2 separate regions of the Oryctolagus cuniculus genome follow, and region 1 is linked to region 2. Evidence: chromatin contacts called from public Micro-C data. All regions are on one chromosome and are shown on one strand. Each heading gives the region's core, a stretch centred on a gene start, on an enhancer-like site or on the middle of the called end of the contact. The rest is flanking DNA. Distances are from core to core; before and after follow the strand shown.

Region 1 (7,013 bases), core at 4,057-6,556, 110 kb before region 2:
CGTGTTGTATGGCCTGTTATAAATATCCAAACGGCCCTTAGCAGAAAAAGCCTCCCACCCCTGCTAGCGTAAGATGCTATAAGCCGGTGTGGGGCTATTCAGGGAAAGAAAATTCCAGAATCAGGAGTCTAGTAAGACATGAGGCTAGTGAGAAAAAAAAAAAAAAAAAAAAAAAAAAAACTGTTGATGGCTCCAAGCTTCTTTAATGAATGCTGCTGAGGGAAGGATTAGCAAAAAGAAAGCCAATGAATCCAATTAGAAGAGCTTTATTTAGTGAATAGGAAAAGGGAAAGCTCCAGAGACGAGCCCATAGGGCACGGGGAAGCTTCGGAGCCACGAGGCAGCCTTCCAGCCCCCTCGTCCTGCTCACAGCCTGGCTTCCCAGCTCTGCAGCACCTCGATGGCCTCATCATAAAGTGGGACAAGAGCACCTCCCTTGCAGGGCCGTCGATGGGATCAAATAAGTTCATGTGCAGGGGTCTTCAAGAAGTTCATGGAACATATAAAGCATGAAAATATGCCACATGGATGTCAAATTTCTTTGCACCAGAATGAATTTATCTTTTAATTACATCTTTCTACAAGCTTCTAAAATTTTGAAATACAAATTTATTTATTTGGAAAGGCAGACAGAAAGAGAGAGAGAAAGTTCCCATCTATCAGTTCTCTCCCTAACTGCTTGCCAATAGACAAAGCTGGTCCAGGCCAAACCTAGGAACTCAATCCAGGTCTCCAAGTGGCAGGGACCCAAGTATTTGAGGTATTCACCTGCACACTGGCAGGAGGCTGGAATCAGAAGCTGAGCCAGTACTCAAACCCAGGGGTCCCACAGGGTCTTGACTGCTATGTCCAACACCTGCCCCGTTTTCCCACACTTTTTGAAGAACACTCATACACGTAAGATTCTTACAATCACGCCTGGTACTAATAAATGCTCAACAAACATAAAACACTGGCTCTTTCCACATAATTTTCTCTGTGGCCTAATTTAGTATTTCCTTTTTGCCCTGTCAGGTCTATTTATATTTTCTTAACCGTGTTGCACAGTGGGTCTTGCTGGCTTCCTGGATTTCTCTGCAGAGAGGCAGAGTAGGAACACAGGCATTCAGGTTGGTTGCTCTCTGCTGAGGGCTCACTGTGTGTGTGGAGCTCCCTACAGTGGCTGAGGCTTAGCAGGGTGCAGGGACTGAGGGGCGACAGGGCTCTGCAGGGGCCCTAGCAGGCAAAGACACATGCACTAGGAAGCCCAGAGCAAGGACACCCACTGGGAGGCCGAAACCAGGAGATGAGAAAAATCATATATGCTTTGGAAAGCTCGCCTGGGGGGTCTTGAGGAGATCTGGGGTCTCCTGGAGGGGGAGAGACTACCTGGAAGGTCAGAGTGAGGGGTGATGGGGGCCGTCCCAAAGGCACTGCAGCAGGCCCACGGTCATGACCAAACACCCCCTGCAGTCCTACAGGGTCACCTGCTCAGCACAGTTCACCCTTGGCTTCATGCTCCGCTGCTGCTTTTTCCTAACAGCTCTTCAGTAAGCTCTGCAGGTTATGTATCTGGTCCTCCACCACCAGGACATCTCCCCTGCCCGCCAGCTGCCCTACCAGGTCAGAGACTGAGGGTTACCATCCCTTGCTTCACATGAAGAAACTGAGGCTGTGGTAGGGGAAATCAACTGTCCCAGGGCACAGCTGGACAACGGCAGGCCAGGGGCAGCCCTGGGCTTGTGGTTTCAACTTGAGCCAAAAAGAGCTCAGGCTCCACTGGGCTTGGGATGCAGGAACTGCCCAGTGCTGTTACCCATGCCCTTCCCCCTCCTAGGCTGGCCTCCAGAACACACGTGGCAGGTGCTCTTGGCCCCAGGCCAGCCGGAACTGGGTACAACGCCCACGGATCTAGGTCATGAGGCCAGTCGCACAAGTGCACAGGTCCAGCTAATAATAAAACCATGTAACAGGAGCAATGCAAACATGGTTTATCATTTAAGGCCAGGATCCTTCCTCTGAATTCTGCCACCTCCTCCTAGCTACCAAACAACTTAGAAAAAGTAAATCCAAGGTCAGAGGAGGGAGAACTCAGGGCTGACAACCTGCCCAGGACAGGAAGAACTGGTGTATCCATTTGCTATGCCTCCGGCTTCCCTGGACAAACCTCAAGAGGCATTTCTGAGGGATGAGTCTGGCTCAAGCACCCATCACGGTGCTAGCACTATAACCTGGAATTCACCAGGTAAAAATTCTTGCCCTCGGGAGCTCAGGTACTAATGGGAGGCAGACAGAGAACAAGCATAATAAGCAAGGGAATTATACAGAGTGTTAGATTACTTGTGCTTAAGAGAAATGATACAAATAATGAACACAGTGGCCAAAATGGGCACCTGCTGTCTGAACGCTGTACACACACATCCGCAGCAATCCTGCTTCAGTGACTACGATAACCATTTCCATTTCACAGACAGGTAAGCACACCAGCGCTACACAAGCTGTGCACGTTCCTACAGAAGTAGGAAAACAAGGCGTTATCATAGGAACGGGCAGAGGGCAGCTTGGCCCTGCCTGACCTTGTCTTAAGAGGAACAGCACAAGCAGGAGGCCTGCTTAGCTCCTTGGCCTGGACCTGGGGCAGGACCTCTCACCACAGCCTGCCCTACTGCACTCCCCAACATTGCCCAAAGACCTGACCGACTTGGGGGACCTGCAAGCCCTCCCTTTACCCCACAGCTCTGAGTTCAAACCCCAGCTCATGCACTGCGTGGCCCAGGGCAAACAGGCTCTATTCAATGGAGTACCCCTGTCCTTTGATTCCACGTGAAGGTGAAGCTTCCCTCCATCAGATGACCAGGCAATGCTGGCAATGCCAGCCCCCACCATGTGTGACCAGTACTAGATGTGGCCTGCAAGTGGACTCTGGGATCCCACTGGCTGCCTCCCCACACGGGGCAGGCATGCGGCTGAGGGTTGGGCATGGTGGGGGACACTCCACCCACACTGAATGAATGAATGAATGAACAGTGAAGAGGAGCGAGGCGCCTGGGGATGGTGGGATCTGCCTTAGAACCAAGCCCTGGAGCCTTGTAATTAACAGATTGCAGGTTTTCAGGAACTAATGGCACAACCTCCAAGGTGCAAACACAGAATGCTGAATACATTTTCTCCATTCTTCCAGGAGTCCACGCCCTTGAGGAATTTATTCAAACACCTCATCTAGCTGGGGCCTGATGGCATCTGGGCACTCAGAACCTGAAGCAGGGCCAGGGGCCCCCAGGGCAGCCAGCTGCTCAGGCCTGGCCCCTTTCCCCACTTCCATCAAGGCCTTCTACAGGGCTGTCCACAGCCAGGCCCCTCCAAGGCCAAAGGCTGCAGTTGGCACCACCTGTTTTCCTTGCTTCAGCTCACCTGTACCCCAAACCTTCAACTTATCAGCACAAGGCTAGGGGACTATGCTTGACCGGGGACCCTGGCCTACCCTTCCCATCTTGTATCCATGAGGTCTAGGGCAAGACCCTCAGCCCTGAAGCCCCAACTTATCCCTGAAAGATGGGGTGAGATACAAACCAAAAGCATAGATAATGAGATAATGACCAAAAGCAGTGATTTATACAAGCCCCAAACCACCAGCACTTTCTGAATCGCATGCAGACTGAGGAGGGGACAGGAATCTTTATCGCCAGCCTAGATGAAGCAGAGGCTCTGTGGAACCTGGAGTCAACGTGCCAATTCCAGCTCTCACGGCCCAGAAGTTACCTGGTGGGATTAAGACTACACCTGGATTCCATCATAGGGGCTCTCCCTGGTGGAAACCGAAGACATTTGTCTCGGGGACCCTGATGCCAGCCTCACGGCTGCCTGGAAGGTGCAGAAAGTTGGCAAATATTTGCCAGATGTTATCAGTACCCGGGACAGGTTGGAAAACCACGTCAGCCAGTCAAGAGACCCAAGGCTCGTGTCCCCTCCAGGCCGTGAACCCCAACTTGCTCTCATGCCATGGGGGTCCCTGCAGGCCAGTGACCTTTCTCTTCTGGGTACTCTATCACTTTATGCTGACTTCATCTACATCTCATAGGCAGGAGGCAAGGGCGGCTTAGGCATTGGGATCTGTCTTAGGGACAGAGAGAAACCTCTCCAGAGAAGCCCCCATCCACCACTGCCCTACCTCTGAGCTCTAAGCCATGCAAACCCTGCTAAAGGTGTCTCATGCACTCAGTCCTTGCAGGCAGGGGCCTTATTTTCACGCCAATTTGCAGGTGGTCAAACGGAGATGGCTCAGACACTTGCAGATGAGTGAGGCTGGAGCTAGCGTCTTTGCACCTAACTTCTAGAATATACCAAGCTGACCATAGAGGCGGCAGAGCCAGAGTTAGCTGCTTCGTAGAACCTTCGGCCAGGGTTCTAACCCAGCTCCTCCTCTGGCCAAAGCCCTGCCGTTTTCCCAGCCAGACACTGTCAGTGTGCCTGCGTGAGGCCAGGGCATCCCCTGGGGTTCACACCTCTAGGTAACCACCTGGGGGAGACCCCTCCCAGAGCAGACTTCCAGAAAGCAAGGTCAGGCCCAGCACACAGGCAGACCCCACAAAGGACCCATTGTGGGGCTGCAGAAAGCTAAGGCCAAACCCGCTCCAGGCCTCAGGCTCCTGGGCCTCCTCCCCTTACCGTGGTGCCCCCACACCTAGAGCACAGAGGCAGGCCTAGGGGAACAGGCCTTCCGATCTGCCCAGCCTGGAAGGGCCCCAGGCTGTGGAAACCTAAAACCTTCCAGCTGTTGCCAGGCCGGAAGGGACTGCAGACCCCTGTGGATTCCTGGGGGCTCCCTGGAGGCGCCCCAGCCCCACCTGTCAGCTGGGGTCCACTAAAGGAGGTTCAGCAACACGAAGGAAAAGATGCTGAGCTACTCCCAGCTGGGGGAGGGAGTCGTCCTATTTCTCAGTTCGGGGGTCCAGGCGGATGCAAGGTGTCCGGGCAGACTGGAGAGGGGGCTGGGCGGAAGAAAGGGGGTGGGTTTGTCCCCCGCCACACGCAGGCCTAGGCGGGGGCCCCTCTGGCTCTGGCTGGCTCCGCGGGCAGCAGGGACACGCTGGGGGGTCCCCGCGGGCCTTCGAGGCATGCATGGGGCGGGGGCCCACTTCAGCGTGCAGGGCTCAGGGGTCAGCGGCGTGCAGAGCGCGGGCAGACGCCACACTCACCTCCTGAAGTCAAAGGGCATCGTGCCGCCGCCGCCGCCGGGCCGGGAGCGCTGCAGGCCAGGCGGGCCGCGGCGCCGCGTGGGTCCCAGCCCGCCGCCGACGCCTCCGCGCCGCCCCGCCCCCGCCGGCCGCCCGCCCGCCGGCGAGAGCCGCCCCGCCCCGCCCCGCCCTCTCCAGGAAGTGACGCCTGCGCAGCCTATTGGACTGCGCAGCCTATTGGACGCCGCACCGCCCGTCCGCCCCTTCCGCCGCGTGGTCAAAGGGCCCGCGGGCCGGCCAGCGGAGGGGCTCGGTGCCCGCCGGTGCCATGCGGAGGTTCCTTTAAGCCGCAGCTTTGCTGTCCTGCACGTTCTCTGTGCGTGGACTCGGGCGCGTGCCCCTGGTTCTCAGGGCCCCGGGGTATGCCTTGGCGAAGCGGTTGCCCTGAGCTAAGAGCATTACGGGGGATGATCCAGGTTTGAGCCACGCACGGCTCCTGCTAGGGGAAGGGGGGGAGGTCGGGCAGCCCCACCCTTGCTGTGCCTCTCTGGGAAAGTCCACGGGCTTCTCCGAGCCCCCCGCCCCTGCCCACATCCGCACGAAGAGGAGGACACCGCCTGGAGGGAGGAGGGGGTCCCCGGGACTCCACAGGGGGAGTTGGAAGACGGGCTTGGCGCAGTGCCTGACGCCTGCTAAGGGTGCCGCCACCCCCGGCTCTTGTGTTTGGCTTGGTAGCTGCTGCCACCCGGGTTCGCTGCGGCGGGTATTCGCTGAGCACCTGCTCCGAGCCCACGCTATCCAGCTCGTGCACGGGTGTCTGGGAGGCAGACAGGCGACTGCACAGTGACTTCGTCCCAGGTGGACTGTGCGAGTCACCCCAGCTTTCGAGCCTTGGTTTATTCCTCAAAAGCAGAAATAGAAAGCTACTTCCTCGCTTTCTGCTGGGTTAGGGAATGTAGTTCAGACGCACAAAAGACATGTAGCCTTGAACTCTCCCAAGGTTCACGGTTGTGACAACACTGGGTTTGAACCCCACCTCCAGGAGGAAGGCAAAGGGGCGCAGTTTTCTCCTCCGTAAAGAGGGGAGCCCGGTGCCTTGCTGAGGTGGGGTCTGGGTGGAGTGGTCATGGACCCAAACCCTTCCCACGGAGCGCACACATGGCCTGGTCAAATGCTTCCCCTTCCCTCTGGCCTCCTGTATTCCCTCACCATTCATTCACTTACTCAACAAGTGCCTGACCCACTTGCAAAAGAGGCCTAGCCAGCGCTGCGGCTCACTAAGCTAATCCTCCACCTGCGGCGCCGGCACACCGGGTTCTAGTCCCAGTCAGGGTGCCGGATTCTGTCCCGGTTGCCCCTCTTCCAGGCCAGCTCTCTGCTGTGGCCCGGGAAGGCAGTGGAGGATGGCCCAAGTGCTTGGGCCCTGCACCCCATGGGAGACCAGGAGAAACACCTGGCTCCTGGCTTCGGAACGGCCCAGCACCAGCTGTAGCAGTAATTTGGGAGGGGGGAGGGGGTGTGAACCAACCAACGGAAGGAAGACCTTTCTATCTCTCTCGCCCTCTCTCTCTCTGACTCTGCCTGTCAAAAAAACCAAAACCAAACAAACAAAAAAAGCCTAGCCCCGAATGTTGAAATCATGAATGAGACTCTGGGACTGGAGGATCCCACCATCCCCAGGCACCTTGCTTGCTCCTCTTCAGTGTTCATTCATTCAGTGTAGGTGTAGTGTCCCCCACCATGCCCAACCCTCAGCCACATGCCTGCCCCGTGTGGGGAGGTGGGAGGAGCAGCCAGTGGAGTCCCAAGAGAAGATGTGTGCGGGAGCCCACTTGCAGGCCACATCCAGCACTGATCATG
Region 2 (6,031 bases), core at 1,519-4,018:
ATCCCCCCACCAGGGGCAGTTGAGCCTCTAACTACCCCCCTGAACCCTCAGTGAGCCTGGTGTTCAAGACAGAGGCGCTGCCTGAGATGCCAAGCAAAGATGGGGTCCTCTTGACCCAGGCCCCTAAGCCAGCTCTCTCAGTCTCTGACTGCGTGGTCTGGTCCCTTCAGAAGGGTCATTCATGTTCTTTATCCGCACCTTGGGCATAGTTCCACCTGCTCCCTGACCACGTGGGCCGGGGCTTTAAAGCCAGTTTCTCAGACTCCCATGGCTCCTGGCTGAGTCAGAGCCTCGATGGGCCTCACTGCTCTGCTCCAAGCTCCAGGGACCCCACCCTCCCCCTGCTAAGCTCAGGAGATGCTCTAGGTCACCTCTTGAGGTTCACGCATCAGTGTTCGGTTCACACAAGAAGCTGCCAGAACTTGCTGATAGTCTGTCGCCAGCAATGTCACATGTCCCCAGCCCTGGATGACCCCAAACTGGAAAAGCCTCTTCCCTGGGCCATTGCTGTCATCTTTCCTCTGACTTCCTTCTTGTGGATTAATGGGTAGATGTAGACTCAGGGCAAATGGTCTTCCTTCCATCCATCCATCCAGCCAGCCACACATGCATCCACCCATCCATGCAACCACCCTCCCAATGGTCCATCCTCCACCCTCCATCCATCCCCCTATCCATCCATGAGTGTATTTGTCTGCCACCATCTGACCTCCATTCAATCCGTTGTCCATTTATCTGTTTATTCATCCTCATTGAACTCCTCTGTACAGGAACAGTGCTGAGCTCTGGAGAGAGATAGGGGGGCAAGTGGGATGGGCTCAGGCCTCTCTCATTCGTGGTGTGTTTACCCAGGGCGGCATCCGCACGGCCATGCGGTGGAGCGCAGGGCACACGGTTGGGAGGTGCCGAGATCCGCAGAGGTCAGGGTAGAGTCTGGCGGGGAAAGCAACTGCACGCGAGTTCATGTGACAGTTATAGACCACGACAGTGTGGCGGAGGAGGAAAACAGCCGGGTTGACGGGAGGGCTGGTGCTAGACCTGGACAGTGGGACCAGGAAGCTGTGGACTACATTTGCTGGTGGGCGAGCTCAAAGAATCTGGACGGCGATGGCCAGGGAGCCTGCAGGGCCTGAAGAAGAGCAGCCAGCTCTCTGGGTGGCTCTGTGGCTTCTGGGGCACAGGGAGCCTGGGTCGGTCAAGTCTCAAGTCCGCCACTCCCTGACTGTGACCTCGAGCAGGCCACCTTTCCTCCTAGGCCCCCAGGGTCATAACCGCGAGGGGACTCTGGGTGGTGATGACGATGTACATGAAACAACACGGGCAGCCCAGCCGGGCACGCAGGACAGGATAAACACATGTGCCCAGCTGTGCTCCGTTCTCTCTGCCCTCTTCTCACCAGTGGCCTTGGGGACCTCCCGGACCTCTGAAGACCCTGCTGTGCCTGTGGTTCCTCCTGCAGCTCCCCCACCTGTAAAGTGGGGGCGAACCTGTGCCCGGCCCCTGGTGAGCACTCGGCCCACGTCAGCCGTGGTCGCTTCCATCCAATCCTTGTCTGATTTTCTCCAGAAGCTCGCCAGGGCGGTGAGATGTTCCTCCTCCTTCTCACTTGCTTATTCATCACCGGTCCCCTCTTTCCCTGTAGCCTGGAGGTTCCCAGGGCAGGGTCTTAGTTCCCTGTGCACTCCTGGTTCACGGTATAGACCCTGGCGCATAGTAGGAGCGCAATGAGAGAAAGAAGGAAGAATGGTAGAGAAGACAGAGGGGAGGAGAGAGGGCGTTAGGGGTCCGTGGAGGGGCAAGGAGGGGAAGCTGGTGGGGAGAGATCCCAGCCGCCTCCCCCATGGAGGTGGGCCTGGAGCATTGTTGGGGTTAACAGGCTCAGAAACCCTCCAGAGGGGCCTCCACTTCTTTTATTTTTTTTTTAAGATTTATTTTATTTATTTGAAAGAGAGGTAGAGACAGAGAGAGAGAGAGGTCTTCCATCCGCTGGTTCACTCCCCAAATAGCTGCAATGACTGGAAGTGGGTCAATCTGACTCCAGGAGCCAGGAGCTTCTTCCAGCTCTCCCACGTGGGTGCAGGGGGCCCAAGGACTTGGAACATCTTCTACTGCTTTCCCAGGCTTCAGCAGAGAGCTGGATCGGAAGAGGAGCAGCTGGGACTCGAACCGCCATATGGGATGCTGGTGCTTCAGGCCAGGACCTTAACCCGCTGAGGCTGGTTCTCACCAACTGTGTGACTGCGCGTGGAAGGAGCGCTGGCTTGGGCGCTAACAAGGGGTGTCTGGCGCCCCCTGCTGGTGACTCAGGGGAAGGGCACTTAGGTGGCCCTTGGAGTCCCTGGTGTAAACAAACACAGCCAACGATGACAGCCAGAGCAAGCACTGTGAGTGATTAGCTGGTCCTTGTATGTCACACAGTGCATCCGCCACTTTGAAGACGTAGTGGATTCATTCCCGCTTCCTGGAAACGCGGCTGCCATTGTCCCCTGGACTCGGGCAGAGAGCATTGTCCTGTGGACTCCGGCAGAGGGGGCCTGGCCCATGCCCTGTAGCTGTGGAATGGCCAAGTTTGGATTCTAATTCAGGTCTTTGCCTCAATGCGGGGCCAGGCAGTGTCATGGAGAAGGGCAGAGAGGGCGTGGAGGGCTCTGTGGGCCCCTGGGCAGGCTCTCTCATGGGGCCTCCAGGCTGTCCCAAGGCCCTTCCCCCAGCCCAGTGTCCCAGCTGGGGAAACTGAGGCCACAGCCCCGTGGGGACTGCAAGATAGGGGCTAGGACTCCTGCTCTGGGGGCACAGGCGGTTCCCCAAGGCAGGGGAAGGCAGGCGCGTGCACTGGTTCCCATGGCCTATGCCAACCTCCTCAAGTTCAAGACCTGAGGGTCAGGTTGGCAGAATGGGCTGGGCTCCCGGTGCGTGCTCTGAAATGGTGGCCTTGTCAGGACCAAGGCCCCTGCCTGCCACTGTCCAGAGGTCCCTTCCCCACCTGGGGGGTGGGGGAGACACACTGTGACGTCAGGGAGACCACCGTTCTGATCCTGGTGATCTCCCCCACCTCTCCGAGTCTCAGTGTATCCCTCTGTGAAATGGGACCCATCCCAAGCCTCCTCCCTTCGGGCTTGGCTGAGGACACGCACATAAAGGCCTGGGCACACAGGACTTGCTTGAGAAGTGGCACGTGGGGCACACCACAGACACAGCGGCCGCGCCTCAGTGGCTCTTCAGGGCTGAGAGGCAGGTGTTGTGCGATGCCCCTGCAGACTCGGGGAACCAGCCCTGAAGCCCGGCACCTCCTCGCAGCCGCCTCTCTCTGCTGGCGGCCCCTCCCTCCGAGCCCTCCCTCCCTGCCCCGTGGCAGCCAGGGCAGCCTCATCTTACGGGGGCTTGCATCCCTTTAGCCTGTGCAGTGAGGAGCGAGCGCATGGTGGGAGCCCACGATGCATCTGATGAATGAGATGCAGCCTTTTATGCCCACTCTACAGACGAGGGGACTGAGGCTGGGAAGGCAGAGGCCATCCTGCCTGGTAGAACCCTGAGCTCGACCTGGAGGCACCCACAGAGAACAAGCCAGGTTCCTGGAGCCCTGGGAGGCGCTGACTCCCCTGGGTGGAGCAGGCCTGGGATCAAAGGCGGCCCAGCAGGAAGCCCTTCCCATGCCGACTTCCCCAGAACTAGGCCACGCTTTGACGTCAGCACGTCCACATTCCTGCCCTCCAGCCCCAGGCCTGGTGCTGGCCTGGCAAACAGGAAGCTGGGCCCCGGGCGGCGGGAGGGGTGTGTTGGGGGCAGGGAGGTGCTGTCCACTCCAGTTCCCGGCCCGTGCCTACCTGGCCAGGGGCATGTGGGAGGGTGTCTGTTAGAAAGGACCCTGAGGGGATGCTGAGCGCTGGCCCAGCTCGCTCTGGTCCGATGAAGCTCACCACTAAACACTAATGGCTACCAGTGACCCACCAGCCCCTCTGGCCATGGACTTCTCGTGGCTTCTGGGCACTGGCAGGTTAAACCTGGCGCCCAGAGTTCCTCAGTTCCGGGGTGTGTGTGTGTGTGTGTGTGTGTGTAGGGGCAGGGCAGGGGCGTGGCCCTGGGCGGACTGACCCACAGCCTGGAGGTCCGGCATCACAAAGGGCAAATCCCACCCTCCTTTCCCGGCTGCCTCAGCCCCAGGCAAATGGACCCAGCCACTTCCGATTCCCAAACCCAGCGTCTTTTCTGCATTGGGACCATCCCCCACCCACCCCCCCAGCTTTCATGGGAAAAACCCAAGGGTCAACAAGGAGAGGAGACACAGGGCCGCCCACAGAACCAGCATGGGTGGGGCAGAGCCAGAGGTCACCCCTGGGGCTGGCACTGGTGGGGTGCAGAGGAATGCACAGTCAGTGATCTCCCCAGGGGAGCTGAGCCACCTGCTTCCCACCCCCCTGCACCCTGCAGGGGTGTCTGAGGGGCTCCTGGAGGGCACCGAGCTGCAGGTCACGCGTGAGCGTTTTCTCCCCACTGGGCCTCCCCTCACTGGTTCTCAAGGTTTCTGGGTGGGGTCCTGGTGAGCCCAGGTGCCCGGCTCCTTCCCCTGACGTGGGAGCCCCTCATCCCCATCCTCATAGCCTCCTACTAAACCCTGCCTGCCAGGGAAGGAGTTGGACGAGTTCTATGGTTGTGGCGCCCTCTGGTGGCCAGCGTGCAAAGGCGCGGCCGACGGGAGCCTGGTCCCGGAACTGGGCAGCCTCGCATCCTGTGGGATCCAGTCTCGAAGCTTATTCCTTCCTCTCTTCTGCAGACATCCTTTTGGAGTAAGCGTGCTCAGCCCTGGGATGGGAATCAGGGACCCGCTGGGACCAAGCTGCTCCGACCACGCTCAAAGGGAGTGTGGAGTCAGTCCATCGGGAGGGGAGAAGTTACTTGCAGACCCTGCAGAGAGGGGTGAACGCCGCTTGCATTAGGAGCCTGTGGAGCTTTTTAGCTCAGCGTGCAAGAGAGCATGCCTGGGGGCTGGCTGGGGAGTGTTCAGACAGCCAAGGCCCCTGAGAGGAGCCTGGGGAGCAGACAGGGGGCGGTGTGGACAGGAGGGAGACAGCCCTGGGAGAGTCCCAGTGAGCAGTCTCAGTCATATCCTGGGCACGATTTTTTTTAAAGATTTTATTTATTTATTTGAGAGGTAGAGTTACAGATGGAGAGAGAAAGAGACAGAGAGAGAGGTCTTCCTTCCATTGGTTCACTCCCCAAACAGCCACAACGACCAGAGCTGCGCCGATCTGAAGCCAGGAGCCAGGAGCTTCTTCTGGGTCTCCCACATGGGTGTAGGGACTCAAGGACTTGGGCCATCTTCCACTGCTTTCCCAGGCCACAGCAGAGAGCTGGATTGGAAGTGGAGCAACCAGGACTAGAACCAGAGCCCATATGGGATGCTGGTGCCGCAGGCGGAGGATTAACCTACTGCGCCATGGCACCGGCACCAGGCACACATTTTAAAAACAAAGGAAGTGCACCAGTTCTTTAAAAAAGTTTTTATAAACTTTTTTTTTTTTTTAATTCAGTGCGTAGTGGATGAAGCTGCTACCCGCACTGCCGGCATACCATATGGGCACCAGTTCCTTTCCCAATGGCTCCACTTTCAATCCCGCTTCCTGCTAATGTTCCTGGGAAAAGTGGCAGAAGATGGCCCAAGTGCTTGGGCCTCTGCCACCCATGTGGGAGATCTGGATGAAGCTCCTGGTTCCTGGTTTAGGGCTTGGCACGTCCTGGCCATTGTGGCCATCTGGGGAGTGAACCAGCAGATGGAAGATTCTCTCTCCACCCCTGCCCCCATCTCTTTTTGTCTCTCTTTCTCTGTAACTCTGCCTTTCAAATAAAGAAGTCTTTAAAAATGCAAATAAAATAGATAATGACTAAGGAAATAGGGATGATCAGAAGTGATGCGAGAAGAGAAAAATATGTGAAAAGATGAACCCTTGGTGGGATTGAGGAACATCAACCATCCCTCCACTCCCCATCGCCCTCTGTGAAACACTAAGTGTACAAAAAGATTCCGTGTGTTGGG

What was found. A called contact is a pair of places that touch in the nucleus more often than the background predicts.
Region 1: a Micro-C map of ear pinna shows a contact between it and region 2, with 2.6 times the contacts expected there. The contact joins the promoter of ERGIC1 here to the enhancer-like site in region 2. A contact is called at or near these places in 2 of 6 Hi-C or Micro-C datasets (ear pinna and psoas muscle).

The regions. Positions count from the first base shown.
Region 1 is chr6:59,381,748-59,388,760 of mOryCun1.1, reverse strand. It overlaps ERGIC1 (endoplasmic reticulum-golgi intermediate compartment 1), which reads right to left and starts at 5,306. Exons shown (of 10, transcript XM_051843621.2): 1 at 5,175-5,306. The coding sequence starts at 5,194.
Region 2 is chr6:59,273,483-59,279,513 of mOryCun1.1, reverse strand. No RefSeq gene overlaps it. Among named protein-coding and RNA genes, the nearest start is that of DUSP1, 48 kb to the left of the region's middle. Within about 2 kb of position 2,768, at least 4 of the 8 cell types and tissues checked have an H3K27ac peak or open chromatin away from gene starts, as enhancers often do. A contact at or near this core is called in ear pinna, where this site is marked.